Regions from separate parts of the Mus musculus genome. Here region 1 is linked to region 2. Evidence: chromatin contacts called from public Micro-C data. All regions are on one chromosome and are shown on one strand. Each heading gives the region's core, a stretch centred on a gene start, on an enhancer-like site or on the middle of the called end of the contact. The rest is flanking DNA. Distances are from core to core; before and after follow the strand shown. Region 1 holds the start of Sumo1 (small ubiquitin-like modifier 1). Region 2 holds the start of Fam117b (family with sequence similarity 117, member B).

What was found. A called contact is a pair of places that touch in the nucleus more often than the background predicts.
Region 1: a contact with region 2 is called in a Micro-C map of embryonic stem cells, with 2.8 times the contacts expected there. The contact joins the promoter of Sumo1 here to the promoter of Fam117b in region 2. A contact is called at or near these places in 2 of 39 promoter capture datasets (erythroid cells and pre-B cells), 2 of 484 Hi-C or Micro-C datasets (embryonic stem cells and natural killer cells) and 1 of 115 datasets of contacts at active chromatin or transcription factors (memory CD8 T cells).

What each region holds. Positions count from the first base shown.
Region 1 is chr1:59,668,915-59,672,402 of GRCm38.p6, forward strand. Sumo1 (small ubiquitin-like modifier 1) reads right to left here and starts at 1,920. Exons shown (of 5, transcript NM_009460.2): 1 at 1,766-1,920. The coding sequence starts at 1,777.
Region 2 is chr1:59,911,245-59,914,450 of GRCm38.p6, forward strand. It overlaps Fam117b (family with sequence similarity 117, member B), which reads left to right and starts at 1,762. Exons shown (of 8, transcript NM_001037725.3): 1 at 1,762-2,508. The coding sequence starts at 1,920.

The DNA.
Region 1 (3,488 bases), core at 670-3,169, 240 kb before region 2:
CAGGCTAACATGCTTTCTAGCTCTTCCAAAATAGAAGGCTGATGAAACTTAAGCATTAACCCAAAAAAAAAAGAAAAAAAAAAAAAAAAAAAAGAAAGAAAGAAAAGAAAAAACAAAGGCCAGGCGTGGTGGCAACGCCTTTAATCCCAGCACTTGGGAGGTAGTGGGGGATTTCTGAGTTCAAGGCCAGCCTGGTCTACAGAGTTCCAGGACTTAAGCATTTACAGCTGATCTTTCTGAGCTGGTAACTAAGTAAACAACTGTCATAAACAAATTATTCATAAAGTCATTTCTATCCCAAAAGAGGATTAATTCAGATTATTAATAAGTAAATCCATGCCACAATTAGTCTACAGTGTAGATAGGCTATAAAAATAGAACCACCCTGGCCAGTCTGTGGTGGCACAAGCCTTTTATCCCAGCACTCAGGAGACAGAAACAGGCCGATCTCTATAAATTGGAGGCCAGCCTGGTCTACAGAGTGTTCCTAGAAAGCCAAGGCTACACAGAAAATCCGTGTCTCAAACAACAACAACAAATTTTTTTTTTAAAAAAGTCCAACTACATTGTGAAGTTGAATGAAAAAGTTTACTGAATAATTATCACAAAAGAAGAAAAAGTTAAAAAAAAAATACTCTGAAAATTAAGTCATCTGAGCAAACCAAAGCAAAGTCAGACCAAAACCTTATGTATATAAAAACTAGCCACAAAGGTAGTAACTAAAATAGGATGAAGAAAAATTTAGGTGGCAAGGAGTCACTCCTATTTGAAGGCAAATACCATGCAAATCCTTGATTCCAAAACCGAGACACACTGTTTTACTACTAATTGACAGCTTTCTGCAAATATTCTGCAATTGTACAACACGGATAACTTTTTTTTTCTCTATTTCTTCGAAAATTAGTTCAGAAACTTCTGGAAGAGAGGTTTGGGGGTGCATATAATCTAAATGCGTCATCTGATTATCAAAGAACAAAAAACGTGCTATATTTTTTTTTAAAGTGCCAAGCATCTGCTGGTTAAAGCCCAGACGAAATGGCTTGTTGGTGGTGGCACTCCATACACAGTTTGCTGTTTCTCGGTTATTCTGAGCGCTCTGAGAACTGGAGAGTTGATGGACCAATCCCGAGTAAGAAATGGAAAGTACAGCGAAAGAGCGGACCGTTCCGCACCCCCGGAAGGAAAAAAAAAAAAAAAAGACTGAGGTGTGCAGAGATGGACGGACCCTCCAGGCAAACACAACGGAAAAGCAGCGTCCTCTGGGCTCCCAGTCACCTCAGACACGGCTCCCCGGCCGCCCCCCACTCTCCGGGACCAAGAACCCAAAGTGGAGTCGAGCTGCTTTTCAGGGCCACCTAGCCTCCCAGTCGGGGATTTCCCTCCCGTTACATAACTGGGCCTAGGGCCTGGTTTCTGCCATCCGTCGTCCGAAGGGAAACGGTCGTTTTCCCCTCAGCTTGCTCTCGGGGACAAGGGAGCGGGCCTGGGCCCCCTGCGAGCCCGCGAGAAACCTGGGCGCCGTCGAGAGAGCCCCGGCGCCGGGTGGCGCGGGGGTAGGGGCCTCGGAGAGGGGCGCGGAGGGCGCGTGGAACCCAGAGCCCCGGGGTCCCAGGCGGCCTGGCCCGACTCCGCCAGGCGCCCCGCGTCCCTCGCGGCCCCCTCCCCACGGGCAGCCCCCTTCTCCAGCCGCCCCCTCCCCCGCGCCTCAGTCCAGGGCCCCAGCCCGCGGCCGACGGCCCTGAGCCCTAAGGCCCCGGCCCGGTACCTGGTCAGACATGGTGACGTGGATTCACCCGGGGGTCTCCGCACCACTGCGGCCTCCGGCAGGCAGAACCTCACTCTGAGGTTTACAAATCCGTCCCTTCTCTACAGCACAACACCGCGGCTGCAGGGACTTCCTCTACGTCTTGCGTCACTTCCGCTGCGCGCAGAGGCGAGTTAGCGAAGACGGGAAAAGGAAGCGGGAAAACGCCGTAAGGAAGGCCGGGGGCTAAAATCCTCCAGGTTGTAAACTACTTGCCTGGAGCAAGAGAACTGCTAGGACTTCGGAGGGAGGGAGAATCAGGCCCGCTGCCGCAGCCCTCAGGGAGACCAGCGCTTTGCCTGCAGGCCGAATGTCTGGGGTCAAACTGACTGCTTAGGCTCCTCCCGGTGGGACGACTTGCGCGCTTCTGAGGCCCGGACCAACCCTCACTGAATATAGTGAATTACCCGTATAGTATTTTTATAGGCCCCTCATGCTTGCTGTTGCCACATTCGTGACTCCGGGTGATAGAGGCAGAGGCTACCGGATCTCTGTGAGTTCGTGGCCATCTTCATCTACAAAGTGAGTTCCAGGACAGGACATAGAACCCTGTTGGGGGCGGGGGAGATGAGGGGGCACAAAAAGACGACCCTTCAGGACACATCTTTTGTTCTTGTGTTTTGAGGCAGGGTCTCACTAATAGCCTTGGCTATTATAGAACATTGCAATGTCAACCAGACTGGCCTCCAACTCGTAGAGATCCTCTTGCCTCTGCCTCCCAAGTGCCACCACACCCCCAGCTAGAACAAAGTCTTGGTGGCTACAGACAACTAAAATGCTACTGAAAGTTTTGAAGTTGTAGGCAGGAGCGCCTTCCAACGCATAAACTAGTTGCCTTGTGTCATAGAAAGACCTAAACTGCTTCCTTTGAATACAGTGACCTTGCACAAGCATTCAAGGAGGATTAAGGTTATAATAAGTAAAGGGGGAAAAATGAAAACTTAAATCAAAAACCCTTCACAGAACAAGACATTAGTAAAATAATCTTTTCTGTAAATAGTAATGAGCCAACTATAAATGACCCAGTAGTCAAAGAGCACTGGCTACTCTTCCAGAGGACTCAAGTCTGAGTCCCAGCACCCATGCATGCATTCAAAACTGCCTGTAACTCTAGTCCCAAGAATCAGATACTTTTTTCAGCACCAAGCCAAAGCCTGAATGCGGTTCATAAACACATTCAGACAAAAACACCCATACAAAATTAAAAATTAGTAGGTACAATATAATTACTAATGAAAATACTGAACATTCACATGCGAAAGGAGAAAGAATTTAAATCCCTATTTCACTGCATATACAAAATTAAAATGTTTCAACGGTGTTTATGTAAGACTGTTTTAGGGTTTTTTTTTTAAGATTTATTTATTTATTTTATGTATATGAGTACACTGTAGATGTTGCAGATGGTTGCAAGCCTTCATGTGGTTGTTGGGAATTGAATTTAGGATCTCTGCTTGCTCCAGTCAGCTCCGCTCACTCCAGTCAACCCTGCTCTCTCAGTCCCTGCTCACTCTGACTCAAAGACTTATTTATTATTATTTGTAAGTACACTGTAGCTGTCTTCAAATGCTCCAGAATAGGGTATTAGATCTCATTACAGATGGTTGTGAGCTGCCATGTGGTTGCTGGGATTTGAACTCAGGACCTTCGGAAGAGCAGTCAGTGCTCTTACCCACTGAGCCAT
Region 2 (3,206 bases), core at 512-3,011:
GAGGCCTTTAGGTCAGTAACAAACAAAACAAATTATCAGAGAGCCTAGGATACCAGAATATATTTCAAAAGGAAGCCATTGGCCATTTACACTTGAGTAAGACAGAAAGACTTAGTAACAGAATGTCTTTACTTTTCTGAGGTCTTTTCTGAGGTTTTGTCTGTTGGGATGCACACATATATGTACAATGATGAATGAATGAATGAATGAATGAATGGAGAGAGACTGCTAGAAAAGGAGTTCTGAGAACTTCCTGCACAGCCTCTTCTCATCAAATCCTTGGTTAATATTTAGAACTGTCTGTAGCAGATGGTATTGCTTAGCTGCACCTTACAAATAAGAAACTTGTTTATGGACATACCTGAGATCACAGGCTATGTGGGGGATCTGACTGTCTCCAGGACCCTAGGAACCTATCTAACAGCTTTCTACAGGAACCCAATAGGGCTTGAGGCCTAGAACCTGTTACCAGAACCACCACGCCTTGGTTAAGGGATCTTTTTAGAATGTATAGCTATTAAAGCCATAAAGGGATTAAGGATGCCACGTGCAGTCTGCATGTCGACTTTTTAATTGAAGAGGAACCCGCGTATTATGATTACTTTAGAATTTCTTGCCTTTCAGAGAGTTCTTATGAAAGCCATGGAGACTTATTTTCTCCACCAGACTAAACTATGAATGGTGGGCCAATGAAACGGCTCAGTCTGATGCATGAGTCTGATTCCCTGCACAGACATGTTAGAAAAGAACAGGCTGTCCTTTGACCTCTACATGCATGCACATGCTTATTCACAAACCAGATACATAAATGTAATAAATAAATAAATAAATAAATAAATAAATAAATAAATATGGGTGGTGCACCCAGTTCTGTCTCAAATAGAGAGGAGCAAGTGGAGGCCACAGCACTTTATAAACTTGCATCTTTCTAAGGTATAAGGGAACTGTAAAGTAACTGATTAAATAAATTCTTTATTACTTGAGATCTATAAGGGTGGGGGCTAGTAGCAACACTACTCGATAACTGAACTTCACAGATACCATCTAAAGTTGCATTCTAACCTGCAAATATAATCGTTCTGATATTTGAATCTTTGTAGCGCCAAAAAGAAAAGAGAAGAAAGATATAAAATACCCTAGAATTAAAGTTCTTTTATTTTAGAGCCCTGCTCATAGGTAGATGGAATTAGGGCAGAACAAAAAGATTGGGGGGCGGGGGTGAGGGGAGTCTCCAAAGAGATGTGCGTACGTGTTAACTTACAGACACCACTGCTGTAAGGAAATGAGTTTCAGAGGGAAAGAGTCGGTTCAGACCATCCCCGGGGACACCGTGGTCCCGTACAGTCCGTCCCTTTGGCCAAATTCCCGGAGTCCCAGGGGCTCCCTCCAGCGGGAAACAGGGACGCGCGTGGCCGGGCGCGCGCCTACACGTACACGCACGTGTACACACACACACACGCACGCACACACGTCCGCACACGCACGCAACCCCCCCTCACCCCCCACCCCCGCATCCCTCTACACAAGCCACAAGCGTTCCCTCCGCACCCCTCCTCCTGCCACGGCCGGTTTCCTCCGCCGCCCGACCCCTCGGGGGCGGGCCTCTTTCTCTTTAAAGAGCAGAAGCAGCCTCGGGAGCCGAGATGCGCGCAGCCAATCAGCGAGGCCGAGTGGCTCGAGCGCGCTGACGCTACACCAATGAGCGGCGGCAGGGGGCGGGGACAACGGAGGAGACACTATTGTTGATGAGGAGCCGCGGCGGCGGCTGCATCACCTCGTCGGTGCCCGTCGCTGCCCGCGCGCCCCCTGGTCCTGAAGTCAGGCTACGTCACCCGCTGGCTCAGGCCTTCCCTCGGGCCCCGAGCAGCCGGTCCCCGCCGCCCAGCACCCCCGGCCGCCGTCTCTGGGGCGGGGGGACCATGTCCCAGCGGGTGAGGCGCAATGGGTCTCCCACGCCCGCCGGCGCCCTCGCGGGTGGCGCGGTCGGCCCGCCCGGGGGCCCTGGGAGCCGCCTGCAGCCCATGAGGGCGACGGTGCCGTTCCAGCTGAAGCAGCAGCAGCAACATGGCAGCCCCACGCGGGGCGGCGGCGGCGGCGGCAACAACGGAGGCAACGGAGGCGCCTCAGGCCCCTCGGGCGGCGGCGGCAGTGGCGGCCCGCGCACCGCCTCACGCAGCACCAGCCCCACGCGCGGCGGCGGCGGCAGCGCGGCGGCGCGTACCAGCCCCACGGTGGCCACGCAGACGGGAGCGTCCGTGACGTCCACGCGCGGTACCAGCCCCACGCGCGGCACGGCGCCTGGGGCCCGAAGCAGTCCTCCGCGCCCGCAGCCGCCACCGCCCCTGCTGGGCACCGTGTCGTCGCCCAGTTCGTCGCCCACCCACCTGTGGCCGAGCGAGGTGATTGCGGCCCCACCCTCCGCCCGCGTCCGCCACCGGAGGAGGTCCCCAGAGCAGGGCCGACCCTCGGCGGAGAAGAGGAGCCCCAGCGCCCCGGTGTGCAAAGCAGGTACGTGGAGGACAGGGGTCCTGTGCCGCCGAGTGGGGACTGCAGCGCTCCGGTGGGGCGGGGCGGGGCGGGGCGGGGCGTGCGGTCCGCCACCCCTGCGTCTTGCCCGTGCGGGTCTCCGCCGTGGAGGTGCGGCCGCTAACCTTGGGCCTGGGCTCAATTTGTGGAAATCATAAACCCTGGGGTTTGGCCTTGCGTCGCTACTGCTGGGGCTGGTCCTGTCACTTTTGGTGACGCGGTTAATGCTTGCAAATAGCACTTGTGTGCTGCTTAGTGTTTCTGTTCCACAAAACAGTTTCGGATCTGGAGGACTGAATGCATCAGCAAAGGCGGATTTGGATCATTGAAGAGTTGTGAAGCTGGGAGCAGTTTTTGCATTTCGTAAGACTTAATGAGTAGCAAGAAGGGAGAAGTTAAGCAAGATTGCTTTGGGGTGTGTGCATAGGTCTATGTATGTGTTTACACATATACGTAAATGGTAGATAGCTAGCCTGAGGGTCTGAGTGTGTTTCTGAGATACTGGTTTTATTTCTCTTAGACTTATTCTTTGCTTCCCGCACCCCCCCCCCCCCAACACTCTCACTACCGCTGGCTGACCTGGAACTTGCAGTGTAGACCAGGCTGGCCTTGATCTGCCTGCCTCTGCCTTCCTAGTGCTGGGATTAAAGGCCTGCCCATTTTGTTTTGCTTTGGTTTTT